Linked DNA regions of Sus scrofa: regions 1 and 2 are each linked to region 3. Evidence: chromatin contacts called from public Hi-C and HiChIP or PLAC-seq data. All regions are on one chromosome and are shown on one strand. The core of a region is the stretch at or near the end of the contact, and the rest is flanking DNA. Distances in the headings are between cores, read along the strand shown. Region 1 overlaps C14H12orf49 (UPF0454 protein C12orf49 homolog). Region 2 overlaps C14H12orf49 (UPF0454 protein C12orf49 homolog). Region 3 overlaps C14H12orf49 (UPF0454 protein C12orf49 homolog).

Region 1 (2,912 bases), core at 238-2,737, 130 kb after region 3:
TCAGCTAAAAACTGAGCCAAGATTGGGACCCAAATCTCCCTGGCTACAAAGACTGAATTCTTAACGGCAGCCCTTAATGAATGTCAATCATTATTGTTATTGTTGTAAAATACAGCACATTATCTACAGGAATACAAAAAAAATGCTCAAGACAGGAGTTCCTTTCGTGGCTCAGTGCTTAACAAATCCGACTAGGAACCATGAGGTTGCGGGTTCGATCCCTGGCCTCACTCAGTGGTTAAGGATCCTGCATTGCTGTGAGCTGTGGTGTAGGTCACAAACACAGCTCGGATCCACGTTGCTGTGGCTGTGGTGTAGACTGGCAGCTACAGCTCTGATTAGACGGCTAGCCTGGTAAAATCCATATGCCATGGGTGCAGGCCTAAAAAGACCAGAAAAAAAAAAAAAAAAAAAAAAAAAAAAAAGCTCATGACGTATAAGTGAAAACACAGGCAACAAGCCTGCACGTAGCCTGTGATACTATTAAAAATGACAGCTAGATAGATGTTGAGGAAAAATACTAGAACAATCTTCGCCAAAAGCTTGAGTGATATTCTCTCGTAATATTATGCTTTTCCCCACCTTGGTGCTTTTTTCCTTTGCCTTCCAAGTGGTCTTCATGGATCAAGTATAACTTTTGCCCTTAGGAAAGAAGTGTGTGTGTATGTGTGCTTTAAAAGCAAGAGGGAATAGAGAAGGTGACAAAGTAGGCCAAGGAAGCTGGAGCCTCAGTGATTTCAGTCTTGCCCCAAACTGCAGTTTGGGAAGTTCAAAGTTATGCCAACATGATGAAATAAGAGTCTTAAGCCATCTGCCCCCAGACCAAGTGAAGCCAAGTGACAGTGACAGTGAGAAAGTCCTTTAAACAATGCCCTAGAGGGTGTGCTGTGAGAGGGAAACAGAGAATGAGGGGAAAGTGGTAAAGTTCACCTAAGCAAAGATAAAGGTTTTCTTCCTAATGGACCCCTCCCTCCTAAGCCATTGTATTCACTGCTCAGATTCAGTCAGCTCTAGCTTTACCAAGAAAGACCAGAACTGTCAGGGGAGAGGGGGCAGGAAACCTTCAGCCTGGCCCCCAAGACAAATCCCTATGAGTCTGGCAGGAGGCAGCCTTGCTGATTCCAGGCCTATATTTTTCATTTCTTGTTTTAACAGTCATAATCGCCTTCCAATGCCAAAGCAGAACATGACTTTAATCCAGATAAAATAAAATTCCTAAGCCCTGAAAACTATATACAGATTTACAAGCCAATTTTAAAAAGCAAAAAACCTCGGTTCCAAGAGTGGCACATTCCACATGGCCGGCACTGGGGGCTGCCCTGTGGCCCTACCTCCAGGGGACAAGGTCCCAGGATGCATGGCTCAGCCCCCAGACCTGCAGCCCCCTTGGAAAGAGAATGCAGGCAAACACGGCCTTCGACGTGGACTCTTCTCAGATTCCTGGGCTCTGGGGTCTCTTGGCTTTCAGGAGTCCTAATAGATTCCAGCTCCCCTCTCTCCGCCTCTCCTCCACCCCCCAGCTGTTGCAGAAAACCACAGTCAACCTCTTCTTGCTCTCAGCTGCCAAGTTTTCTCTAAGTAAACACAGAATGTAGCAGAAGATCAGCTCAGTTCCTTTCCCAGCACTATAGGTTGGGTCAAGACTGGCCCAGTACCAACCTCAAGAGCCCAAACTAGGGTGGGTTCTGGGGTAACCACAGGCTGCCACTTAGCAAAGCCTTATTCGTGCTGAATGCCTTAAGGATGTGAATTCAGTTAATCCTGTTAATCCTATGAGGTGGGACCTTTGTGTATTGGATTTCATCTCTTTGCCCCTCTAGGTCTCCTTGCCCCTTTCACCCCTTGCTCTGAGTCCAGGAGGCTGACTGCAGTGGATAGCATTGTGGGCTGCCATGTACTCTGGCCTCTGGTTGGGTTTGCCCAGGAACAGAAGAGGCACTGGAGAGAGATCAGAGAAAGGAAGACAATGAGACAAGGACTTGATCCCCCAGACTCCTCCTTGCTGTGTGGCTATGGGCTGGGGGTGCCTCTTCCATAGCTGCTGTTAAGTGATGCTCTCCAAACAGCTTCCCTTTCCAGGTTCTGGAATGAACCCCTTTCCTTACTCCTGCAGAGGCAGGGTGAGAATAGATCCTCCCTCTGCTGGCCCCAGGTATTGTACTATGCCTTCCTGCTCTCCGTAAACCCTGCCCACACCTCTGCCAATAGTCTCTCTATTAAACGCTCCTTAGATTATATGGTTTCAGTGTGCCCCGTTTCCTGCTAGGCTGTTGACCAGTGCATTTTTCTCATCTCTGGTTGGTAGAGGAGGAAACGGAAACTTGGAGAAATTAAGTCACTTGCCCGGGGGCAGTTGTCTGGGATTTGAATTTGGATCAGCCTGACTCCAGAGTCCAGGCTCTTCACCTTCCTAACTACTGTATAAAAAATAAAATAAAATAAGCTTGTATTCGGTGACTGCTGTGTGCCATACAGTGTGCTAAGCCCCTCCTGCCTTCATTTTGTGAATCCTCATAAGCACTCTAGGGACAATACTACCTGCCATCCCCATTTCACAGATAAGAAAACTGAGGCTCAGAAAGGGGAATTCATCTGCCCAGCGCCACAAAGTTAAAGAGAATCAGAGCTGAGGCATGAACTCAGGGCAGTCCCAGCCTTCTACCCACCTCAGATAACATGCTTTCTGCAGAAGCAATATAAAAATAATAAAGAAGCCAAGAAAAATAATAAATAATAAGTAAAATTTGCAATTTGATAAGTTTTGACATAGGTATGTACCTGTGAAACTATCACCACAATCAAGATGACTAGTATATTGTCACTCACAAAAGTTTCCATGTCCCCTTTTGTCATCCCTCCTGCCTGCTTCACATCCCAGTACCCAGGCAACTGCTGATCTGCTTTCTAGCTCA
Region 2 (2,714 bases), core at 203-2,702, 160 kb before region 3:
CACTCAAAATGTTACCTATCACTATCCCCAAAACCTCTGACATTGAGAAAGGAAAGATGGGCTTGGAATGGGAAGGTCTGAATGAATCAAAATTAAAAACCTGTAAGAGACAAACCAGGAGACTCGCTTCTGGTTCATATGGAAGAAAGTCCTGGGTACTCTGGCTTTATTTGATCCTGGGTAAGACTTGGGCCACTTCCATGCCTTGGTTTCTCTCACTTGGTTAAAAAAGAGACCTCACACTCAAGGAAAATCAATCAATCTAGAATAGTCACCTAGACTAGTAGTGGAGAGAGTGGGTTCCAGAATATGACTGCCTAACTTCACATCCCAGCTTCACCATTTACTGGGTGACTTTGGACAACTCACTTAGCTTGTTTGTCATGGGGTAGGTGAAAACCGGAGTACCTGAGGAACTAAGGAGCTTAGAACAGACCTACGCATACAGCAAGTGCTTAATAAAGACACATTATCATCTTCAAAGATTTCTTTGGAATTGGCAGCCTGTTCTATATTGAGGCATCTTTGAGCAATAATCTTGATGAGGTGCTTCAGGGAACTCAGGACAGTGGGTACAAAATGAAATTAGAGGAATGGTCTTTACAGAACATAGGAGATATACTCAGACAGGAGAGATGCCACCAACACATTTGAGAAGGCTGCAGGCCTAGAGCGAAGACTCTAACCCCTTTAGAGGACAGATACGCATCAGACAGGAAAAGCGTGTCCTATCTATATCAACCATACATATGTGATTTGTGTGTATTAAATAAAAAAAGAAGTCTTTTTCTCCATGAAGAAATATGCTTTTTCCATTTGCTCAGCTAGATTTTCTCATGTTCAGTGGAGGCCTGGCTCTAGAGAAATGATTCTCTATCATCAGAATAACAAAAGTGCATGTAAATGATCTATGACAGTGGAGCCTGGCCTCAGAGCCTTGGAGACCAAAGGGAGCTATGGGGTCTTGGCAACTGGAAGATGCTGGCCTTGAGTATTTGTGAGGCCAGAGCTCTTACATTCTCAAGAGAAAGCAGAAATCAAGATTTTTTAAAGTAATTTTTAAAATGTTGGATTCAGGAATTTTAAGGTAATACGCTGGCCCAACACAGTATGCCGGGTCCAGGGGGATGAACTTGGCCTCTGGGCCCCAGGTTTGCACCTTCTTCATGTGGCCTGTCTTGTGAGTGTACAGATGTGCAAATGAACACACAGTACAAAGTTGTCACATAAGAAGCATTGCCTAGCTCAGCAATTTTATTTTTCCAAATCATTCAGGTCTTATCTCTTCAAAATTCCCCTATTCCAACTCATAGGCTGCCATGATCCCTTCACACAAAACTCCCTTTTAGGAAAAGATAGAATGGAAAACTTAGTATGTTTTCATACACTGTTAGGTCAGAAGAAAGATATGCAGGGTATGAAGTTGTGGGATAATCACAGTTTTCGATGTTACTTGGTTGAGTGTGCCAGCATTCCTAGCAGTGTGATTCACAGTAGCCCAAAGGTGGAGACAGCTGAAATGTCCATCAGCTGATGAATCAATAAACAAAAATGTGACATATCCATACAATGGAATAGTATTTGGCAAAGAAAATGAATGATGTGGCACAGATAGATGCTCCAGCATAGATGAACCTTGAAAACATGCTAAGTGAAAGTAGCCAGTACTCAAAGACCACATTGTGTGATTCTATTTATATGAAATATATAGAATAAGCAAGGCTATAGAGACAGAAAGGAGATTAGTGGTTTCCAGGGAATGGAGGAAAGGGGAACCCAGGACTAACTGCTATTGGTATAGGGTTTCTTTTAGAGGAGACAGAAGTGTTCTAAAGTTAGATTGTGGTGATGGTTGCACAACCCTGTGAATATACCAAAAACCATTGAATTGTATGGTATGCGAATGATATCTCAAAAAGCTCTTTAAAGTAAATGATTACATGGTTCATTCTTTGGTGCTCTTTGCCACATATAGGGACAATATCAGTCATCCTTGAATACAGAGGACACAGACATAATTACTGATAATTACAACCTATTAAATGCATTGGCAATCGGTTGCCATAGGCAGAGATAACTGCAGTTCATACATTGGATCACCGGCTCTTTATTATATTATTTACTCATATAATATAAATCCATATTTCTGTTCCAGATCCATATCCAGCACTATAAATAGTCTTGTTAATTTTAGATCTGTGAGGACAGGGGAATTTTAAGAATGACAATGCCTCTTACCATAATCTGCCTCATTCCGGCAAAGAGAAGCAGCCCGGCTGTTGTGCCACCAAGCCTGAGTTCGGTGTGACCCCAGAGGGTCTTGGCTTGCAGCCACCCGTCCATCCTGTTTGCTACCAATTGGAGGTTGTGTGTATGTGTTGTTAAGTTTTCCTTTTGGCTGCCAGTCAAGCTTCCCCTTTATCCTCTTCCCTCTCCAAACCCATCGATACAACCCCAACGATGAAAGTGGACTGAACAGCCCCTGCCATCTTTGCTGAATGGAAACAAATGAGGGCAGCCAGGTGTCAAGAACCAAGTCCCACATCTGGCAGCCTCATCTGCTTTCTCTTAACGCTCTCCTGCTGTCCTCCAACCAGCTGCACACATTTCTGTCAGCCAGAGTGCCAGTGGCAGTGTAGACTGTCCCGATGAATGAGGAACAAGGACACTTTCCAGCCCTTGCCAAGTCCCTCCCTGAAAGAAGAAAGTCAGAG
Region 3 (2,900 bases), core at 230-2,729:
TTTAAGTCCACTTTGTTCCAGAAAAATGCCATTGAACCAAGTTGAGTTCTGTGCCCATCCCTGAGTCCATTACTGTGGCTGGGGAGCCAGGTCTTCCCCTGATGGGCCAGGCTTGGTTCACATGGAGCCAGTAAGACAGCGTGGCTGGGCCATGTGGACCGTAACGGGTGAGGGGAGTTGGAGGCGGGCTGGCTCCTCCTCTTCTTTATGCCCCTGTCACAGGCCTCCCACCCAAAGTACCTGGCCTACTTTCATCAGAAACTTCAGTGGTCACCAAGCCCCAAACCCATCTACTGCTGGGACACGGATGAGTCAGCCATCGCCCCTGCGCCCCACCCCAGCTTCCAGCTTTCCCCTGGGGCTGTTCAGCTGGGAACTGCTTAAAAAGAGAGAGGAGCCTCCAGTGGAGGAGCCCAAAGATGCTCAGATTAGAATCAGGTCCTGGGGAAGAGGGGGTAGGTGCCAGGCAGGTGGAGGGAGAGGATGGGGTCAGAGCAAGCCGAGGGAAGGCAGGTGAAAAGCACAGAGGCAAGAAAAGGCTTAGGGAAACTAAGACCCACAGAGAACAGCAATAATAACAATACCTACTGGCTTAGCTCTGGGGTGAGGGGCGTGGCTTTGTCATGAGGATCTCACCACGGCCCTAGGAGATAGGTACTAGGAAATTACTTCATATATATACAAGGCACTTAGCCCAGTCCCTGGCCACGTAGAAAGTTCCAGATGGATGTGCACTATGATATACATAGTAAAAAATAATAGTAATAATAATAACAGGGAGCCTTGGATGATTTTAGCAAGGGAAAAAATGGGAGTGAGGAATTTGGGAAGAAGGAGAAGAGCAGGATGGCTTAGAGCCATCAGTCTTAAACAGGGGTGATTTACCCCCACCACAAGGGACATTTGGCCATGTCTGGTGACATTTGTGGTTGTCATAATTTGGGAGGAGGATGCTACGGGCATCTAGTGGGTAGAGCCCAGGGATGCTGTTAAACATCCTGCAGTGCACAGGACAGTCCCCGCCACAAAGAAGAATCCAGCCCAAACATTGATAAGTTTAAGGCAAAAAACCTGGATTTAGGTTAAATATGGGGGCTGGTGGAGCACATCGTATAGGTTGTCAGAAGGAGGCTCTGGGCAAGACAAGGGACCTGCCGTGGCCAAATACTAGAAGTTTCCTCCTCCCCACTGCCCGCCCTCCCCCACCAAATGGGCATCAGAGAAAGGTCTGTAGGCCCCAGAAGACGGTGGGCTGCCTTCTCTGCAGCTGCCTGTGCCGCTTCCAAATCCCAGGCCCAAAGTGTTCCTTGAGCGGGTGCAGATGTCCCGCGTCCCTGCTCCTCTTGCCACTTGGAGCCCCCAGCCGGAAAACTGGCCCCCTGGCTGCTCAGCTTGCAGATCACAAAGCCCGGGCAGCGGGCCTACCCTTCAGTCCTCTGAGTCAGAAATGTTGATTTGTTATAGTAACATGAGCACAGGGGAAGTACGGGAGGAAAGTGAGCAAGAGAGAGCACGCTCAACAGTGAGTCAGGAACAGTGAGGCTGACCAAGACAGAGATGGGGAGATTCAGACAGACGCAGCAGGAGAAAGAAAAGTAACGCAGACTGAGAAAGAGATGGGGCCGAGATGGCAGGAGACAGCCTGAGAGTCGAGGGGAAACAGAGAACTGGTCTCAGAGAAGGCAGGACGGATTGAGATGAAGGAAAAGAAAAACGGAGATGGAGAGAGAGAGAGAGAGAGAAGGAGAAGGATTAAGTGTAAGGAAAGACAAAGGAGGAAAAAGAGGAAAGATTTCCTTGCAAACCCCTTGGTCCCGAGCCCATAACTCTCCAAGGGCTTTGCCTTATTTCTGCCACAAAACTGGAGAATCGGGCTCGTTTTCCCGTGGCAGGTCTGGGACGAGCGGGCATTGTTCACATTATTGCTGGTATTCCCTGCTAACTGGACATTAGCCAACAGGAAATTCCTGGGACAAATCTTTCCACTCAGAGTCTTTTAAAACTTTTATTTATTTATTTTAATTTTCCTTCCCCCCACCCCGAGGAATGAAAAAAAGAGAGGGGAAAGGAAAAAAAAGAAAAAGAAATGAGCCACTTGGTACTAGAAAAACATATCCAGCAACAGCCCCAGCCAGGCTGGGGGGGCAAAAGGGGGGTGCCAGAGTCCATTGTGTCCGCTCTGTCCCATTCTTCCTCTGGAAGGATTTATGACCTCACACTCCCATGACATCACAGTGCGTTGCCATGGCCCCTGCTTTATTATCATAAACAAAGGGCTGATCTTTGGGACACTGGCCCTGTGAGGGGCGGGGCGGGGGGAGGCACTGTGTAATGTGTTTTCTTGGGAAGGCAGCTTGTTCGCAAGTCTGAAAAGCTGCAAAAATAGTTGTACACATAGTACCCTCCATGCAGCCCTGTAGCCTCTTGGACAAGTTTGGGATGGAAACAAGGCAGATGAAGTCAGCTCCCTGCAGGAGGATCCTCTGGTTCGGCATGTTTTCCCTGCCAAAAAGCAGCTTCCTGGGCTTCCTTTGCTGCTCTGAACAAGGTTTTCATTCATTCATCCCAAACGCACTGAGCACCTACTAAGTGCTAAACACTGACAGAGCTGAGTTACATAGATGGATGGAAAACCTTGATGTGTGCTGCTGCCCCCCCCCGCCCCCCACTGCCGAAAACCTGGAATATTCAACAAGTACTCAAATATATTAACAGGAATGCCTAAAACTGTAACTTGGGTTAAATGTGCTGAAGGAAGCAAACAGGAAATGAGGACCAGAAGAATGGTGGGAGAGGCCACTTAGACCAGCAGTCTGGGAGGGCTTCTCTGAGGAGGTGACGTTTTAGACACGATGAAGGAAAAGATAGAATCAGCCATGAAGAGTGGGAGCAGGTGGCAG

What was found. A called contact is a pair of places that touch in the nucleus more often than the background predicts. HiChIP or PLAC-seq counts read pairs in DNA pulled down with a chosen protein or histone mark.
Region 1: an H3K27ac HiChIP or PLAC-seq map of alveolar macrophages shows a contact between it and region 3. The contact joins two enhancer-like sites. A contact is called at or near these places in 3 of 47 Hi-C or Micro-C datasets (embryonic fibroblasts and fetal skeletal muscle) and 1 of 2 datasets of contacts at active chromatin or transcription factors (alveolar macrophages).
Region 2: a Hi-C map of embryonic fibroblasts shows a contact between it and region 3, with 2.2 times the contacts expected there. The contact joins two enhancer-like sites. A contact is called at or near these places in 2 of 47 Hi-C or Micro-C datasets (embryonic fibroblasts and heart right ventricle).

The regions. Positions count from the first base shown.
Region 1 is chr14:36,045,369-36,048,280 of Sscrofa11.1, forward strand. All of the region lies in intron 5 of C14H12orf49 (UPF0454 protein C12orf49 homolog), which reads left to right. Among named protein-coding and RNA genes, the nearest start is that of MED13L, 15 kb to the right of the region's middle. Within about 2 kb of position 1,488, at least 17 of the 83 cell types and tissues checked have an H3K27ac peak or open chromatin away from gene starts, as enhancers often do. A contact at or near this core is called in alveolar macrophages and fetal skeletal muscle, where this site is marked.
Region 2 is chr14:35,752,224-35,754,937 of Sscrofa11.1, forward strand. The region is part of intron 4 of C14H12orf49 (UPF0454 protein C12orf49 homolog); the gene reads left to right. Among named protein-coding and RNA genes, the nearest start is that of C14H12orf49, 48 kb to the left of the region's middle. Within about 2 kb of position 1,453, at least 16 of the 83 cell types and tissues checked have an H3K27ac peak or open chromatin away from gene starts, as enhancers often do. A contact at or near this core is called in embryonic fibroblasts, where this site is marked.
Region 3 is chr14:35,913,107-35,916,006 of Sscrofa11.1, forward strand. All of the region lies in intron 5 of C14H12orf49 (UPF0454 protein C12orf49 homolog), which reads left to right. Among named protein-coding and RNA genes, the nearest start is that of MED13L, 150 kb to the right of the region's middle. Within about 2 kb of position 1,480, at least 44 of the 83 cell types and tissues checked have an H3K27ac peak or open chromatin away from gene starts, as enhancers often do. A contact at or near this core is called in alveolar macrophages, embryonic fibroblasts and fetal skeletal muscle, where this site is marked.